Linked DNA regions of Mus musculus: all the other regions are linked to region 4. Evidence: chromatin contacts called from public Hi-C and HiChIP or PLAC-seq data. All regions are on one chromosome and are shown on one strand. The core of a region is the stretch at or near the end of the contact, and the rest is flanking DNA. Distances in the headings are between cores, read along the strand shown.

Region 1 (4,031 bases), core at 717-3,216, 420 kb before region 4:
GATTGTGAAGGTAGCGATTTCCTCTGTGGTGCTCACTGCCGCATACCTAGCACCCAGAACAAAGCCTGACATCGGGCACCTGTCTGTTATAAACATGAGTGAGCAAATGAGTATCTTTTTTCCTTAAAGGAGCCTCACACATCACAGGAGCCTCTAGTCATTGTGTAGTGCTCAGACAACTGTGAAGCTATTGGCTTGCAAGTGAACAGTCAATGTTGTGTGTGTGGCCACACCTCCTGCCTTCTTGCTGAGCCCCGGGAGATGGGGACAAAGGGGAAACTGGCCTCTCCCTTTGGGTGCAGAGGGGAGGTGTTTGGAAATGAAGCCTACTTGCCGTGTGTGTATGTGTGTGTGTGTGTGTGTTTTCTGTCCACAGTCAGACCGAGTCATTATCATTATCACCTTAATGGCCCAGCGAACTGCATATTCTTTGACAGAGCACCCCACACAGGCTATATTCCCTCAGAAGGGTTTACACGCACCTTGCCCTGGGCAGGGAACACTGTTTATGCCATGTGATGTCTTGCTGAGTATGCCTGCACCACTCATGGTGCCTCAGCTGGGAAGAAAGTTCCACTTGAGCTAAGGCCCACACAGACCTTCTGTGACAGTCCCCAAATGCCCAAGGCCACAGGGGGAAACCTATGGCAACCAAAATGCTATGGTAAATGGAGTGAGCTGCCTAGCACCACCCACCTCTTCCTATCCATTGCCCGTCTGGCCGTGGTTGTCATGGCTGTCATGGCTGACTGGATGGTTTGCATGCAGCGTAGGTAGGGTCTTTGATGGTTCACTCTCTGTGAACCTTTGCAAAAAAAAAAAAAAATGTCCTTTGAGATGTGCTTGTCTTATGACCCTGCCACTCTCTGCTGCTATTTACAAGTCAGGGTCAGTGGACATGCGGAAGGTTCTATGAGACAGATCCAGCTCTGCTATTGAGGAAGCTACAACTTCAGATGTTCAAAGAGTCACAGTGCCTCCCTCTCTGTTCTCTCTCTCTCTCTCTCTCTCTCTCTCCCTTTTCCTTTTCTCTCTCTTTCTCTCCCCAACTCTCTCTCTTCCTCTATTTGCCTCTTCCTTTTTCTCTCCTCTCTCTTCTCCCTCTCCCTTAACTCCCCCCTTCACGTGTGTGTGTGTGTGTGTGTGTGTGTGTGTGTGTGTGTGTTGAGGACTATGACCTGGTATGCTCCTACCCATTGTGTCTCTTTATCCATTTAACCTTTTTATATATCCTACATTGGGAAAAGTCACTGTGTCGCTGGGTTTGGGCAGATGTTGCTATTGCATGCCGCCCTTCTGGTCTGATGACTGGGCCAGTGCTTTGGTGATGACAAAGTCTTAGGAGTCCCTCAGCCTGTCAACCTCTCTCATTATAGAACATACTCGACTGCATCTCCCTGACATGGACAATCCCCATTCTTAGAGAAGATGAGTCTGGGAGCTGAGGGAAGAGCAGAGCCTCTGGCTGGTACCTGAGGGCAGGCAGAAGCAGTACTCCACAGGGCCCAGGGTTGCGGGAGTGCTGCAGGAGACAGTGAAGCTCGTCAGCACAGAACCTTCCTCCGGGTCAATCGTGCAGGCAGGCACTTCAGGTCGAGGTAGCATGCTGATCATGTAGGTATCCTCCCCGTAGGCGTGGCTGGTCAGTGCTAGGAAGGGAAGATTCATTAGGTTTAGGGGGCTGTGTGTCCAAAACTTTAACCCCTCTTCAGGATGACCTGGGAACTTGTTAAACAACGATATCTGGCGCTCTACAGACCAGCAAGCAGCCTCTGACATATCTAGAGATTCTGGAGTAGGCCCCCAAATACTCCTATCTAACAGTTGTCCCTGATGCAGGCCCCCAGGCTCACTGACGAAATGGGCAGATGTGGGGCTGGAGTTCTGCTATTTCCTATCTAAGTGGCCTTGGCTTGACCTCTGTTGTCTGTAAAAGCGGAACCAATAATATAACTTCCTCATAGGATGACATGAGCAGATTACCCAGAAGTCAGATCACCAGGGAGGAGCCGAGACTGGAGCTGGGAGCAGGTGGATGCTACCCAGAAGTCATCTGTTTTCAGCCTCATACCCTCGGCACTGTGAGCCCCTGTCTGTCCTGCAGCAATGTACCACCACATCTGACACAGCCACAGGGTTCCAAAGAGCACTGGCCACAGAGCTGAGCAAAGGGGAATCTTTTTCCCTTTTAATGTTCTTTTTTTTATTTTATGTGCATTAGTGCTTTGCCTGCATGTCTGTCTGTCTGTCTGTCTGTCTGTCAGTCTGTCTGTCTGTCTATGAGAGAGCAACAGATCCTCTGGAGCTGGAGTTATGAACAGAGTCCTCCGGAAGAGCAGCCAGTGCTCTTAACCATTGAGCCATCCCTACACCTCCCACAAAGGAAAAATCTTAATTGGTTACAACTAAAATCTTGGCCTAACCCGGTTGAGGAGGTCTGAGGTTGAGCAGGTATGTTCAGCACACAAGTGCCCACCTCGGTTTGTCTGGTTGTGGTTGCTCTGTGGGCTGCATTAGGAAATACAGAACCAACAGGCACACAGGTAGTGCTTGCCTGCAGTCCTGGCACTAAGGTAACAGAGTCCAAGAAAGTGTTCTTAGAAAGCATAGCCATCTTTGTTCTGTGACTGTCTGAGCACTGAGTAACCCTGACTTGTGGTGGCACACACAGGTGGACTTAGAATGACCAGCCTGTACCACCAGCATCCTGCCAATCTTCTTGCATGACAATTCCAGGACAGACATTTACATCACCCCAGATCCACACGTGGGAAAACTGAGGCAACATGAAGTCAAACCCTTTGCTCAAAGTCTTGTAGGCAGAAAATCCCATACCTTGCTCCATGCCAGACCAAAGCCCCTTATTTTAGTGTTTCCAAGTTTGTCCTGGTCCTGTAACAAGAGATGGGGTGAGCACTCCTCACCTGTGACCCGGATGGGAATAACAGGTCCCCAGGTCTGCAGGAAGCTGCTGTTCAGCAGTAGCACGGAGGAGTTGCTGTGAAGGAGGGTCAGTGATCGTGGCCAAAATCCTCGGAGTCTGCAGGCAGCTGGGAGGGGCTCAGCCTGCAAGGGAAGAACTCTCAGGCCCTTAGAGTCTGTTAGGTAGGCCCCTGGACATCCTCAGCCCTGTGGCTTCCGAGCCCCTGGGCCTGTCAGATTTCTTTCTGACGAGTTAATGGCAGCTCATCAGAAAAGTGACCTACAAGTGCAGGGTGAACTCTCTGGGGAATTGGCTGGGCAAGTAAACAGGGCAGAGAAGAGGGTGAGAGCAAGTGCAGTGTGGTGCACGCCTTTAATCCCAGCACTTGGATTAAAGTGTCCCCCAAAAAAGGAGGAGGAGAAGGAGGAGGAGGGAGAGGAGGAGGAAGAGGAAGAGAAAGGAGAAGGAGGAGAAGGAGGAGGAGGAGAAGGAGGAGGAGGAGAAGGAGGGGGAGGAAGAGGAGGGGGAGGAGGAAGAGGAGGGGGAGGAGGAAGAGGAGGGGGAAGAAGAGGAGGGGGAAGAGGAGGGGGAGGAGGAAGAGGAGGGGGAGGAGGAGGGGGAGGAGGAAGAGGAGGGGGAAGAGGAGGGGGAGGAGGAAGAGGAGGGGGAGGAGGAGAAGAAGAAGAAGAAGAAGAAGAAGAAGAAGAAGAAGAAGAAGAAGAAGAAGAAGAAGAAGAAGAAGAAGAAGAAGAAGAAGAAGAAGAAGAGAAGAAGAAAGCAGCATCCTTCTCATCATGGTCCCATGGGACCTTGGCTGTGTGTGAGGCACGCATAGACCACTATCCTCTGCCTAGCAGCCGGGGGGATGTATGAATCCTAGCAGGGGGCTTGGTCTGAGGGCAGCAGTGTCTCTCTCCCCATAGGCTTTGATCCTATGTATTCATTCACCTGTTAGAAATTCCCTCAGGTCCCTAATCTTCCTGACTGCCCTGCACTGGCTCCAAATGGGATTGGCCTGCCCTGGCTCAGGACCCGGCATTCAACACAAGGCCGGTCCTCTCAGAGGACACAGTTTCTTCTGAGCGGCTGTGACATCTCACCTCCTCTG
Region 2 (4,248 bases), core at 1,097-3,596, 300 kb before region 4:
ACCATGGACCACTCTTCTAAGAGTACCCAGGTTCAATTTCCAGCACTCATATGTCAGCTCACAACCATCTCTAGTTCTAGGGGATCCTTCACCTTCTTCCGGTCTCTGTGAGAAGTGGGCAGGCAAAACACCAATACACTTCCATATGTTTCCTTTGAGTATTTAATATTTTTAAGACAAAGTCTCTCAGCCCCACCTGTTAGCTGTTTCCACCCTCAGCCCACATCACTAGGGCACAGACGATGACCACACGTGGCTTCTGCGTAGGTGCTGAGGACCCAGTTCCAGGTCTCATGCTTCCGTGGTAGACGATTTGCCAACAGCCCTTTCCCAAGCCCTCTACTAAGTTGTAATACATGCTGAATTCCCACAGTCTCTTTCCAGAAAACGTGGCCTCCTTAAGGTAAATTCCATCTTCCTTCACGTCACTGGTTCCCAAAGATAAACATGTATCTTCTTGTGTGGCATCAGAGCAAAGCCAGTGCTGGTCCCTTAAGCACAGTGGAGACCAGGCTCCCTGAGGAAAGGAAAGAGCGCCCTGTGCCTGTGCCAGGGTCGCAGCCTGGGGAGGGTGTTGGGGAGGTAGGACACAGCTCTGGCAGGAGCTGCTTCTGAGCCTCTGCGGGACCCCGTGGGCCTCATCGTCTTCAGGACAGCGCATGAGCTAAGCCAGAGCCCTAGGAACCTTTTGGAGTCTGTATTGCATTACAAGTCTCGGCTTCCCGGAAGACCACTGGTGACAGTGACCATGAGACACTGAAGCACAGAAAGGTGAGGTGTGGCTACCTAAGCCACAAACGAGAGCTTCCTTCCCAGGCAGCCCTACAACGCAGCTCCCATGTGAGGACAGCAGCCCAGCAGCTAGCTGAGTATATTTGACTGCAGTGTGCCTGACCCTCTGTGGGAGGACATGGCCGTCTGAGCACGTGATTGTGAATGTCCTCAGCTGCTCTGCTAGCCACTCTCACCCTGTCCCAACAGCTGTGGTCACTTCATTTCAGTCACTGATTCTGCGGGGTTGGAATCCATGGGTTCCCACTCCTGTTATGTGCTTCAGGTCAGGTGACTATGTGTGAAATACTGTGAATGTTGGTGTGGGGTGAGGAAGTGTGTTAGTTTTCCTGCTGCTGTCATGTAAGTCCCTGGCAAAGCAGCTTAAGGAAAGAAAGGGTTACCCGGGCCCACGGTTTGAAGTCACAGTCAATCATGGCAGGGAAGGCTCAGAGCCTGAAGCAGCTGGTCTCTGGGCATCCTCAGGCAGGAAGCAGAGAGATGTGTGCTGGTACTCAGCTAACCTTCTCCCTTTATTCAGCACGGGACCCCAGACTATGGGATGGTGTCCCCCAGAGGCAAGGTCTTCCACCTAGATGATCCCTCACAGTCACTCTCAGGGGCTAACACAGTCTACTTTTAGATCCTGTGGGGTTGGCTGTATTATCACCACAGGTGAGGTGCGAACAGTCCGTTTTCATGGCAGTCAGCATAAGCAGGTGCAGTTCATTAGAAGAGGAACTGTACCTCACAGTCCTGAGAGGGAAAATAAAAGCAGGGAAGAGCCAGTGAGGGTGGGGCGCAGGCCGCCATTGTGGGTGTTGGGCCACAGCTAGCTGGGAAGAAGCAGAGCTGTAGATGTGGGGGAGAGGCCCAAGAAGCATCCTGGGCAGCAGGAACGGGCCAGAGCCAGGGTATGTCTTACACTTATTATGCACTCTAAGGCTGACCTAGTTGGTCTAGGATAAGACCCAGATATCTGGTTCTCTATAGCGGCTCTCCAGAAGGTTCTGTGAGGTCAGCCCAGGGAACTACTCGTAAGTTGTTCAAGTTGTGACTCACAGGATGTGTGTGAGAAAAATTTGAAAGTAAATAAACACGATACTCCTTGGATAAAAAGAATCAGCTGGAGGAGGAGTGGAGGGGACGGCACACAGACTGCTGGGACACCATCCTTTAAGACGCCGCTTGCAAACTGCAGGGCCAGCACAGTGCTTAAGAGCACTCACTGCCCTTATGCAGGACCTGAATTCATGCTCAACACCCATGTCTAGTGACTCACAGCCACCTGCAACTCAGGGCTAGGGGACCTAACACCCTCTTCTGTACCCCACACGCACCTACCCATATATACATGCACTTAGCCACACAGATGTGCACATTCAGAGTCCCACAGCCTGGTGCAGTTTCTTTCCCTCCTTCTCCCTGGACAGGCCCTGTTGTTCATGGTTGGTCTCCTATTGTGGCTTGGCTACAGCAAACACTCTTAAGATTTCCTGGTTCAGCTAGAAGTGGTGGGACTGTGCGTGAAGCTGGCCTAGGTCTCTAGTTCCCAGTGCACAGCCCTCTTGCTTAGCTTCCTGCTGAGAGCTCTGTCACTCTCACATGTCTATGGGAGGAACTGTGAGACTCGCTGCTGTGTTCCTACCAGACACAGTGCTATCAAAGGTCTGTGTTAATGGACATGTTAGCAACAAATGATATGACCTCAAGTGGGAACTAGAAAAGATCTTTGGAGAAAAAAAAAAAAAAAACTCCACAAAACAGACCTGAGGGCCTGGAAAGATGACTCAGTGGGTAAGAGTGTGTAGTTATATTCCAGAGAACCTGAGGTAAGTTCCCAACTCCCTAGTCAAGACAACTTACAGCCTGTAACTCCAGTTCCAGGGAGTGTAGGGCCCTCTTCTGGTCTCGGTGGATACTGCACTAGGTGCACAAAGCACAACTTTAAAAAACTGAGACATAACTTTAGAAAAAAAACTATTTTAGCCAGACCATACGTCTTAGGGCAGTTGTAAGCTCACAACAGGATTGAGAAGGAGGGGCAGAGAAGGCCTGAGCCCCTGCATACAGAGCCCCCTTCCCCCATAACCCTCACATCCTCACTAGAGTGGGACATGTGTTACATCTAACAAACCTGTGTTGCCACTGCATAGTAACTCAGACCAGGGCTCACGGTGGGCTCCCTCCAGTGGGTGTGTAATTTTGCACTTACATAAGTGTTTGAATACACACATTTGCTCATACTGGGTCACACACAGACTCTCACTGCCCTAAACTCTGTGTGTGTGTGTGTGTGTGTGTGTGTGTGTGTATGTGTGTGTAGTTTCTGGAAACTCACAAAAACAGAAAAAGGAGTGTGGTGTGTATATGTGTGTGGGGGGTCATCTGTAAAACAAATTCTCCAAAAGAATGAATGACTAGTTTGCCAGTTAGGGTAAAGAGTGCTGGCCCAGCCTGTCTCCGAGCACCTCAGAGGGCCTGCCTCATAGCGCATAGTCCCAGGTGACATGGCTCATAGACGCTGTGGGAGTCAGGCCATGAGTCACCCCAGACTGCAGTGCCTCCACTCCATGGACATCACCCTCCCCTGTGTTCTGCCTGAGTATGGTTCATTTTTTAGAAATGAGTGTTTACATCAGTGGAGAAGAAAAGCTCTCCATTCTGGCTTGTCACTGCTCCGTCGAACCCTCTTCTATAGCTGTTTTATATGTGAGTGCTTTGCTCGAATGTTTGTGTGTGCAGAGGTCAGAAGAGGACATCAGAGGCAGTCATCAGAAAGTCTGCTGTCAGCCTGATGCTCACACAGCTCGGTTGCACGTGAGGTTCACGGTGGCACTTTTCTCCTGGCACTCCTTCAGCAGTAACTAACAGCTCAGGAGGGTTTCCAAGCAGTAGTGGGGCATTGTGTTAGTTACATTTCAATTGCTGAGATGAAGTACACCAAAACATCAGGAGAGGAAGGTGTGCTTGGGCTCGTTCCTTCAGTCCATGGTTGCTTACGTCTGCTGAGGCTGGACGGCCTAGAAGAAACACTTGTCAGAGCAAAGCTCAAGAAAGACTCCTTCACCAAACCCTCCTATGCTCTGAGTCTACAAATGGGTTGGCTCACCCATGAGGTCAGAGCTCACATGATCCAGTCGTCTCCCAAAGGTCCTGGACACTGGCTGCAATGGGGACTGTCCCTTCAACACTTGAGTTTTAGGGGGACATTTAAGAGCATCATTTTCTCTTTCTAAACCTGCCGAGTTTCCTGGTTGGAAGAATTCTTGCCTTAGGCCTGGGAGCTCAGCAGAGGAGCTAGGATGTAGCTCAGTTAGCAGAGTGTCTGCCTAGCATGCAGGAAGCCCTGGGTGGCAGCACTTCCCAGCCAGGTGTGGTGATGCACACCTGTGATCCCAGCAAGTGGAGGCAGGAGGATCAGAAGACCATGGTTATCTCTGAGTGAGTGAGTCTGAGACCAGCTAGAAATACATG
Region 3 (4,365 bases), core at 1,099-3,598, 350 kb before region 4:
ACCTTTTCCCACCCTCATTTCTGAGCTCTGCAGTACAGGGATTCAGTCTAACTCAGGGAGCAGGAGAGCCAGGCTTGTGACGCTCTTGTCTCCATAACACTTCTCTATGTGTCTCTGCTGTGGCTTAGCCCACATCTTACATCACCCGGATTTCACATCTGTAACATTGTTGTTGTCTCTGTTGTTGTTTTAAGTCACGTGAAAGGGGTTGTGACCTTTGCCAGGGGAAAGCAGCACTCCCCCCCCCCCCCCCCTGTCCCATGCAGGAGAGACCACAGTGAAAGAGACCCGAGAGCCCAGCAGAGTTCTGCTTGCTCCAGCTAGGGCCGCCTCTTCCCAAGGTCTGACTTTGCAAAATGAATTTAGTGTTGGGGGTTGTCCTAGTGAGGGTTTCTATTGCTGTGATGAAACACCGTGGCCAAAAGCAACTTAGGGAGGAAAGGGTTTATTCTGCTTATGTGTCCACATCATAGTCCATCATTTGAAAGAAGCCAGGGCAGGAACTCAAGCAGGGCAGGAACCTGGAGGCAGAAACTGATGCAGAGGCCATGGAGGTACCACTTACTGGTACTACTTGGTCCTCATAGCCTGCTTCCTTCCTTTCTTCCTCCCTCCCTCCCTCCCTCCCTCCCTCCCTCCCTCCCTCCCTCCTTCCCTCCCTCCCCCCCTCTTTCCTTCTCTGTTTTTTGCCTTAAGATTTATTTATTCATGAATTTATGCATAAAAGTGCTGCGTCTAAACATGTACCTGCTTGCCAGAAGAGGGAATCCCATTACAGACGGTTGTGAGCCACTGTGTAGTTTCTGGGATTTGAACTCAGGACCTCTGGAAGATCAGCCAGTGCTCTTAAAAGCTAAGCCATCTCTCCAGCCCCCTAGTCGGCTTCCTTATAGAACTCAGGCCACCAGCCCCAAGGTGGCACCACCCTCAGTGGTCTGGGCCCTCCCCCATCAATCACTGATTAAGAACATGCCCTACAGCCTGCTCTTCGGAAGCATTTTCTCAATTGAGGTTTCCCTTCTTTCAGACGACTCTCGTTTATCAGATGACGCTGGTTTGTATCGAGTCGATATAAAACTAGCCAGCGCAGGGGTATACGTCGGGGGGAGAAAGGGTGCTTAGTACATTGAGACTCAGGGTTTAATCCCTAATATGACCTTGAGGAAAGAAAGGGGTCAACCAGTTGGTCATGTTGGCATATGCCAACAATCCCAGCACTCAGGAGACTAAGGCAAGAGAAAGGCAAGTAACAGCTAGGTTGGTGGGAGGCCTAGTGAGACCTTAACTGTCATCTTTCTTGTTGTTGTTGTTTTAATTGTTAAAAAAAAAAAAGGAAGAAAGAAAGGGAGGGAGGAGCTGAAAAGGTAGCCCAGCAGTTAAAAGCACTGGCTGCTCTTCCAAAGGACCCAGGTTCAATTCCCAGCACCCACACGGCAGCTCACTACCGTGTATAACTCCAGTTCCAGGAGTCTGGCGCATTCAAAACATACATGCAGGCAAAACACAAAGGCACATAAAATAAAAAGTAAGTAAATCTTTGTTTAAAAAAAAAAAGAAATAAAGGATGAAAAGGAAAGGAAAGGGGAAAGGGGGGAAAAGGGGGAAAGGGGGAGGGGGAAAGGGGAAGGGAAAGAAGGGAAGGAAAGGACGGAGGCAAGCTGGTCTCATTGTGCCAGCCTTTAATCCCAACTGCTCAGGAGGCTGAAGCAGGAAGATCTGAATATTTTAAGGCCAACCTGGCAACGTAGTGACACCCTGCCTCAAGATAAAAATAAAATCTAGAAGCCAGGACAGGACTACAGGATAGTTCAATGATATTATGTTTGCGTTAGCAAACAGGAGGCCCAGCGCCCTAGGCTCAATTGTTTCAGTTTTACTGAAAATACTGGGATGTGGGGGACTGAAAGGACTTAAGCATTAGCTTCCCACCATCATGAGGGTGACTATGTGATAGCGACACTACTCCGTAAAATCACCTGAGTCCTGGCCTCTGCACCCCTTGTCCTGGCAAAGCCCCACAGTGCAGCACTGGGGAGTGTCTTCTGGTCTAAGAAGGAGAGGGTGTCACAGAGCACTCAAGGCATGAGTCACAAGCCCAGAGCTGATGCAGGAAGAGGGACAGGCTCCCTCCCTGCCCCCGCTTAAGGGTTTACACCCTTTGATCACATGGGGGAAAGGCTACTTCCTCAAACCCAAGCTTGAACGGGTTGTCTGTGTGTCTTTAAAAGCCACCTTGTAACCGCCAGGTGCTTTGAAATTAGCAAAGGCGAGTGAACCCTTGGATGGGCGGTTCTGGCCACGCTGCTTAATTGTTGTTTATTGTCCCTTAAAGATGGCTTCTTTGCTTTCAAGTCACTCAGCTGCCTGAATGTATACAGATGGGTAGGTGGACACGGTCACACACACCCTGCACCAAGGGCCCAGCTCCCTCCTAGCCAGGAAAGTTCTCCCTTCTCAAATGCCCTGTACTCAGGGACATTTGCCTATCAATGTCCCCTCTGCCTGTCTCAGTGTCCCATTCTGGAGTCCTGTGTCATCTGCAGCACTCCCTGGAAGCAGAGCATCCTGAGTGACTGTAATGCATGCTGAGAGCCTCTCTGGGCTTAGAAAGGTCTCCATTTTCAGGTCTCTGTGCCTCCCTCCCTCCCCTGTCAGGGGAGTGTGTACACTGTGGCACCCTCTAGGGTGACACACACCTCCAGCATGACAAGGTTCTTTAATCCCCTCTTGCTGCTGAGACATAGGCTCCTAGAAGGCAGGGACACTGTCTTGAGGCAGGTCATCCTTGTAACTAAAAACCCTTGGGGGCTGGAGAGATGGCTCAGCAGCTCAGAGATGGCACTGACTGCTCTTCCAGAGGTCCTGAGTTCAATTCCCAGCAACCACATGGTGGTTCACAACCATCCATAATGAGATCTGATGCCCTCTTCTGGTGTGTCAGCTATAGTATACTTACATATAATAAATAAATAAATATTTTTTTAAAAAAGAAACAAAAACAGAAAAACCCCTCTTAAATGTGGGAATGAATGCATGCATGCATGCATGAATGAATGAATGAATGAATGAATGAACCGTGAAGTGAAGTCTCTAAGAGGGCACAGCTCTCCTGTTAGCATTTATACCATGTCCTGGGGAACAGTGCTTTATAGCTAGAGCAGATGGTGGGAGGTCTAGGACCTCATGATTACCTATGATGCTCAGCCAGCTGGGGTCAAACGGAGGCAGAGTGGAAGGGCCCCCGAATACCCCAGCTGTTTATGTAGTGCTGCGGGTACCTGAGGTGGAGCTCTGCAGGGGTGGAGGAGTGGCAGGGAGGAACCTAGGCATGTCCAGACAGTGGGGCAGCTGCCCTGCCCTCGTCCTGAAGGGCGCCACGGCATGTAAGAGATGGGTTTGTGAGAATTCGTTGTCATGGTTCACAGTCTGTCACGGGAGGAGGCATGCTAGAGCTACGTGAGGTGGCTTTGGATCCTGGACTAGCAGATTTGGGGTTTGTCTCCAAAGACAGACATGAATACACGATAAGATGAAGTAGTATCCACGGAGGTGTGCTGAGAACTAGGCCCTGTATTAAATGTCTTTTCTGCTCTGAGACTTTGGCAATAGGATCCCATTCTCTGAGACTGTCACTGTAGAGGCCTCTATCTGTCCCTTCTGTCTCCAGTGTGGCCCCTTCTCCACGAGATGAGAAGTTTGAAGGGCCAAGAGGTCATGCCTACTAAGAAAGGCATCTCTCCATCACACCTACCCATACTTCGGATAATCGGGATTCCAACCTGTTTGAGAGACTGCCTCTGTCCCACTAAGAGCAGTGGGTATGGCCAGTGTGTCCGTGAGGTATCTGGGACTGACTGGGACTTGGGGTGCTGGGTGGGGCATCTGTGTAGCTCCAGGTTGAGCCTAGAGTGAGAAGTGTTCACTGGCCATTTTGTCTGGCTGAGAACTAAGGAGACTTTCCGATCCATACTCCTTCCGGGTCCCCCTTTGAGACAGAACCTGCTCTGCTGCTAGAATGTTCTCCCTGTCCATCACAGTAGCTGCCAACGAGAATGTGGCGGTAAAGCATGGGAGATGTGACTTCTTCAGGGCCCATGGGAATTTCAATCTCACTTCATCCTTTTTTAAAAGTCTCAGTATCCACACACGTCTCTTGTCTGTGTCTCAGCCTCCTTTAATGAGGGACAGAACAAGGCCAATCTTTAAAGACCCCAGCAATCCAACTACAGAAACACAATAAATTTTCTCTTCTTTCCAGAAAAGAAAAAAGAGGAGCTGCTATCATTAAAATAGGTTGGCTTTAGTTCTAGTGTTTGGCTAGAGCAGTTCCAGATGATAAAAGCCCTTGTATCTGGGTAGGAGAGC
Region 4 (4,239 bases), core at 1,161-3,660:
CACAGGACCCTTTGAAAAGCAAGCCCCTAGCTGGGCAGGCTACACAGTTTACTCAGTCAAAACAAAACAAAACCAAAAACAGCACAACAAACAAGAGAGGAAGAAAGAAAGAAAGAAAGAAAGAAAGAAAGAAAGGAAGGAAGGAAGGAAGGAAGAAAGAAAGAAAGAAAGAAAGAAAGAAAGAAAGAAAGAGGGGCTGGTGAGATGGCTCAGTGGGTAAGAGCACCCGACTGCTCTTCCGAAGGTCCAGAGTTCAAATACCAGCAACCACATGGTGGCTCACAACCATCTGTAATGAGATCAGACTCCCTCTTCTGGTGCTGTCTGAAGACAGCTACAGTGTACTTACATATAATAAATAAATAAATCTTTAAAAAAAAAAAGAATTTGTTAAAAAAAAAAAAGAAAGAAAGAAAGAAAGAAAGAAACAAAGAAAGAGAAAGAGTCTTGCTAGTTATGCTCAATGTGATTTTTATTTGTTTGCTTTTTTGGTTTTTGTTTTTCTTTTTCTTTTTTAAAAGATTTATTTATTTATTTTATACATGAGTACACCACCATTGCTCTCGTCAGACACACCAAAAGAGGGCATCAGACCTCATTACAGATGGCTGTGAGCCACCATGTGGTTGCTGGGACTTGATCTCAGGATCTCTGGAAGAGCATTCGGTGCTCTTAACCGCTGAGCCATCTCTCCAGCCCCTTTTTTTGTTTAGCCCTAGCTATATTGGAACTCACTCTGTAGACCAGGCTGGCCTGAAACAGACCTACCTGCCTCTGTCTCCCAAGTTCTGGGATTAAAGGTGCATGCCTTTATTTTATTTATTTATTTATTTATTTATTTATTCATTCATTCATTCATTCATTCATTCATTCAGTGTGTGTGTGTGTGTGTGTGTGTGTGTGTGTGTGTGTGTGTGAATGCTAGAGAACAATTTGTGGGAGTTGGGTTTTTTCCTACCATGTGAGTCCCAGGGACCGAACTCAGGTGGTCAGGCTTGTCCGCAGGCCCCTTTACCCCACTGAGCCATCTCATATCCCTTCATGTAAAGTTCCAATCCATGCAGAGCAAGATAATCTTCCTCAAATATTTTCATCTCCTTCATCAAAAGTCGGTTTCTCTTGTCTTGGCAGCATTAGACTTGCAAGTAAATGAAGAGGAAGGTACCAAGCCCTCCCGGCCCCCATCATCTATGCGTGCATCAGAAACCTCCTTCCTTTCACCACAGTGTATATACCACGTTGGAAGATTTTTACAGCCCTCAGGTTACTGCTACACAAATGGTACCAAACAAACAAAAAAACAAATAAACAAAAAAACCCCACCAGAGCCCCTTTCTGGGAAATAGAATCCCACCCCTCCAGTGTTCCCCCCACCCCCCACCCTCCACCCCACCCCATCCCCCGCCAACCCCCCAACTTACAAGACTGCCCAACTTAAAAGACTGCAACCTCAAGCCCAGTTGCAGAACTTCCTAGATCAGGAGTCGGGGAGGGCGGGGCTTGCAGGCACTTCCCAGTCTCTGCTGCCCCCTGGTGGCCAGATCAGTAACAGTCCAGCAGGTCAGCCAGAGCCCAGTGCTGGTGGTGAGATGCCGGTTCATGGGGAATCCTGGATGTGATACCTGGGGAACCCTGGAGGGCTCCACCCTTCCTTTCCTGCTCCTTCTTTTTTTTTTTTTTTTGTTTTTTTGTTTTTTGAGACGGGGTTTCTCTGCAGTCCTGGCTGTCCTGGACTCACTTTGTAGACCAGGCTAGCCTCGAACTCAGAAATCCGCCTGCCTCTGCCTCCGGAGTGCTGGGATTAAAGGCGTGCGCCACCACGCCCGGCCTGCTCCTTCTTTTCCTGGATACTCTACCCGGCTCTGCGCTGACTTTAGCAGAGAGAAATTACAGCACGAGACTATAACAAATGGAGGCACGGCACCCCTGCCTTGGTTTCCCCCCCCCCCCCCGACTTGACCACCGTGCCTTTCGGTGTGGTCCTGAGAGTTCTGAGGTGTGTATAGACACAGGGTCCTGTACTCTAAGCATTCCTGGCACCTGTGCCTGGGTTGTTCTCTACCAAGGGACCCCCTGCCCCCTTGCCTTGATGACTTCAGTCTCCGGAAACATTACCAGGTGGGACAGACGTGTCTCCAGATTGGCAGATGTCTCCTAGGCATAGAGTGGCATGCAAGACATAGGCTGCCCATTTCATTTAATTGCAGATAAACGTCTCATGCCTTTTTGTGTCACCCTGTCCCAAAGATCACGTGTTTTTACTTACTTGGGTCTAGAAAGCCTACCTGGGGGGGGGGGGGTCACAGTCACCCTGATTGACAGCCAGTGCCCCAGTGAGTTTTAGGGTACCTGTTTAGAACGTGTACCAGGCCGGCGCAGAGACCACAGACAGGGAAGTGAAAGTTAGGGCGGAACTTGGTGGGGCCTGGAGGGGGTGGGGCACTGCCTCAGGATGCTGTGTGGTACTGCCCAGCAATGAAGAAAGTCATACCACATGATCCAAGTGTCCTGCCGTGACAGCTTTTAGGGTTAGACCAGGAAATGGAAAACTCCAATTATTATTATTATTATTATTATTATTATCATTATCATTATCATTATTTGGTTTTTCGAGACAGGGTTTCTCTGTGTAGCCCTGGCTGTCCTGGAACTCACTTTGTAGACCAGGCTGGCCTCAAACTCAGAAATTCGCCTGCCTCTACCTCCCGAGTGCTGGGATTAAAGGCATGAGCCACCACGCCCGGCTCAATTACTATTTTTTTTAAAGACTTATTTATTAATTTATTATGTATACATAATAATTCTGCCTGGGGGGCTGGTGAGATGGCTCAGCAGGTAAGAGCACCCGACTGCTCTTCTGAAGGTCCTTGAGTTCAAATCCCAGCAACCACATGGTGGCTCACAACCATCCCTAATGAGATCTGACTCCCTCTTCTGGTATGTCTGAAGACAGCTACAGTGTACTTACATATAATAAATAAATAAATCTTTAAAAAAAAATTCTGCCTGGATATATGCCTGTGGGCTAGAAAAAGGCACCGATCTTACTACAAATGGTTGTGAGCCACCATGTGGTTTCTGGGAATTGAACTCAGGACCTCTGGAAGAACAGCACCTCTTAACCTATGAGCCACCTCTCTAGCCCGACCTTCAATTATTTTAGCACTCTGCTGGATCCCAGACAGTTTGGGGCCCATCACAACCAAGACTATAGTTCCTCTATGCTTTTCCCTAGAGAGTACCCATGACCTGAGGGCCACTAGTCCATATTCAAGAAGTAGAAAGAGAAGCTAAGCTGGGCATGGTGGCACACGCCTTTAATCCCAGCACTCGGGAGGCAGAGGCAGGCAGATTTCTGAGTTCGAGGCCAGCCTGGTCTACAGAGTGAGTTCCAGGATAGCCAGGGCTATACAGAGAAACCCTGTCTCGAAAAGACCGAAAAAAAAAAAAAAACAAATATATGTGTGTGTGTGTGTGTCACACAGAGGGGGGCAGTCACACAGAGAGGCCCAGAGTCACACAGTTGACAGGGTAGTGAGGCAGAACTGAGTTTCAGGCCTTCAGGCTAGAGCTTTCCCTTGGGGCAGAGCTCGGGAGAATTCTCCATTTCTGGAACGTTCTCTGGGGGTCTCCAGAATTTTCCAAAGGGTTCTGAAAGCAGGCAGCACACTAACGTGGAATTCTTCCGAGTCAAGATGCTTTCAGTACTGCTGTGGGGTGGCGTGACACCCGTGTTCTCAGCCTCACCTAGAATGACATTCTCCGATGGAGAGAGGCAGTGTGGGGTGACATGGGGACTTGGAATCTTGTCAGTTTCCAGTTCCTGGTTAGCAATTCTTTATGCAATTCATTGCCCTATATCTGACATAGACTAGGGCCCAGTGGAAAGACCTGTGTGGCCAAAGGCCTGGAGGCTAAAGGCCCCTTCAAATAGGCAGAGCCCTGAGGGGTTGACGGGACATATGGAGTGCTAGAAAGGTAGGATGGAGGTGTTGCATGGCCAGGGTTGGCCAGCAGGGGCTAGAAGCCATGGAAGATTCCAGATGACAGAATGTAATTGGCTATCAGTTATGAAGCCTTCCCTGGACATTGTGCCCAGTTCCTAGAGGATGCAATGGGAAAATCAAGGCCAAGGTGACCAGAGTGTCAAGGAGCTCACTAGCCACTCAGGAGCGTTCCTCTGATGGTGAGGAGCGGATCTCATCACAGGGCCCAGAGTCCACCTCGAATGATCTTCAG

The links. Hi-C and Micro-C count contacts between places; a contact is called where the count stands out from the background. HiChIP or PLAC-seq counts read pairs in DNA pulled down with a chosen protein or histone mark.
Region 1: a contact with region 4 is called in an H3K4me3 HiChIP or PLAC-seq map of bone marrow-derived macrophages, with 13 times the contacts expected there. The contact joins two enhancer-like sites. A contact is called at or near these places in 5 of 15 datasets of contacts at CTCF or cohesin (the NIH/3T3 cell line, large pre-B cells, pro-B cells and 1 more), 76 of 484 Hi-C or Micro-C datasets (the AML12 cell line, B-cell progenitors, the Ba/F3 cell line and 42 more), 16 of 115 datasets of contacts at active chromatin or transcription factors (the NIH/3T3 cell line, T-cell acute lymphoblastic leukemia, a beta-TC-6 cell line and 10 more) and 2 of 9 other capture datasets (embryonic stem cells and liver).
Region 2: a Hi-C map of bone marrow-derived macrophages shows a contact between it and region 4, with 31 read pairs. The contact joins two enhancer-like sites. A contact is called at or near these places in 1 of 15 datasets of contacts at CTCF or cohesin (large pre-B cells), 5 of 484 Hi-C or Micro-C datasets (the Patski cell line, bone marrow-derived macrophages, embryonic stem cells and 1 more), 15 of 115 datasets of contacts at active chromatin or transcription factors (T-cell acute lymphoblastic leukemia, acute myeloid leukemia, bone marrow-derived macrophages and 11 more) and 1 of 9 other capture datasets (embryonic stem cells).
Region 3: a contact with region 4 is called in an H3K4me3 HiChIP or PLAC-seq map of bone marrow-derived macrophages, with 7 times the contacts expected there. The contact joins two enhancer-like sites. A contact is called at or near these places in 1 of 39 promoter capture datasets (embryonic stem cells), 2 of 15 datasets of contacts at CTCF or cohesin (the NIH/3T3 cell line and embryonic stem cells), 39 of 484 Hi-C or Micro-C datasets (CD4 T cells, CD4 single positive thymocytes, CD8 T cells and 24 more), 17 of 115 datasets of contacts at active chromatin or transcription factors (T-cell acute lymphoblastic leukemia, acute myeloid leukemia, bone marrow-derived macrophages and 11 more) and 2 of 9 other capture datasets (embryonic stem cells and liver).

Annotation. Positions count from the first base shown.
Region 1 is chr8:117,053,390-117,057,420 of GRCm38.p6, forward strand. Pkd1l2 (polycystic kidney disease 1 like 2) reads right to left here. Exons shown (of 43, transcript NM_029686.4): 12 at 4,024-4,031; 13 at 2,925-3,066; 14 at 1,473-1,649. Among named protein-coding and RNA genes, the nearest start is that of Gm15395, 23 kb to the left of the region's middle. Within about 2 kb of position 1,967, at least 63 of the 459 cell types and tissues checked have an H3K27ac peak or open chromatin away from gene starts, as enhancers often do. A contact at or near this core is called in the Ba/F3 cell line, ECoMG-derived neutrophils, bone marrow-derived macrophages and 2 more, where this site is marked.
Region 2 is chr8:117,175,570-117,179,817 of GRCm38.p6, forward strand. All of the region lies in intron 1 of Gan (giant axonal neuropathy), which reads left to right. Among named protein-coding and RNA genes, the nearest start is that of Gan, 20 kb to the left of the region's middle. Within about 2 kb of position 2,347, at least 48 of the 459 cell types and tissues checked have an H3K27ac peak or open chromatin away from gene starts, as enhancers often do. A contact at or near this core is called in bone marrow-derived macrophages, where this site is marked.
Region 3 is chr8:117,119,328-117,123,692 of GRCm38.p6, forward strand. The region is part of intron 7 of Bco1 (beta-carotene oxygenase 1); the gene reads left to right. Among named protein-coding and RNA genes, the nearest start is that of Bco1, 26 kb to the left of the region's middle. Within about 2 kb of position 2,349, at least 109 of the 459 cell types and tissues checked have an H3K27ac peak or open chromatin away from gene starts, as enhancers often do. A contact at or near this core is called in CD8 T cells, acute myeloid leukemia and bone marrow-derived macrophages, where this site is marked.
Region 4 is chr8:117,473,616-117,477,854 of GRCm38.p6, forward strand. No RefSeq gene overlaps it. Among named protein-coding and RNA genes, the nearest start is that of Mir7078, 16 kb to the left of the region's middle. Within about 2 kb of position 2,411, at least 39 of the 459 cell types and tissues checked have an H3K27ac peak or open chromatin away from gene starts, as enhancers often do. A contact at or near this core is called in the Ba/F3 cell line, CD8 T cells, ECoMG-derived neutrophils and 4 more, where this site is marked.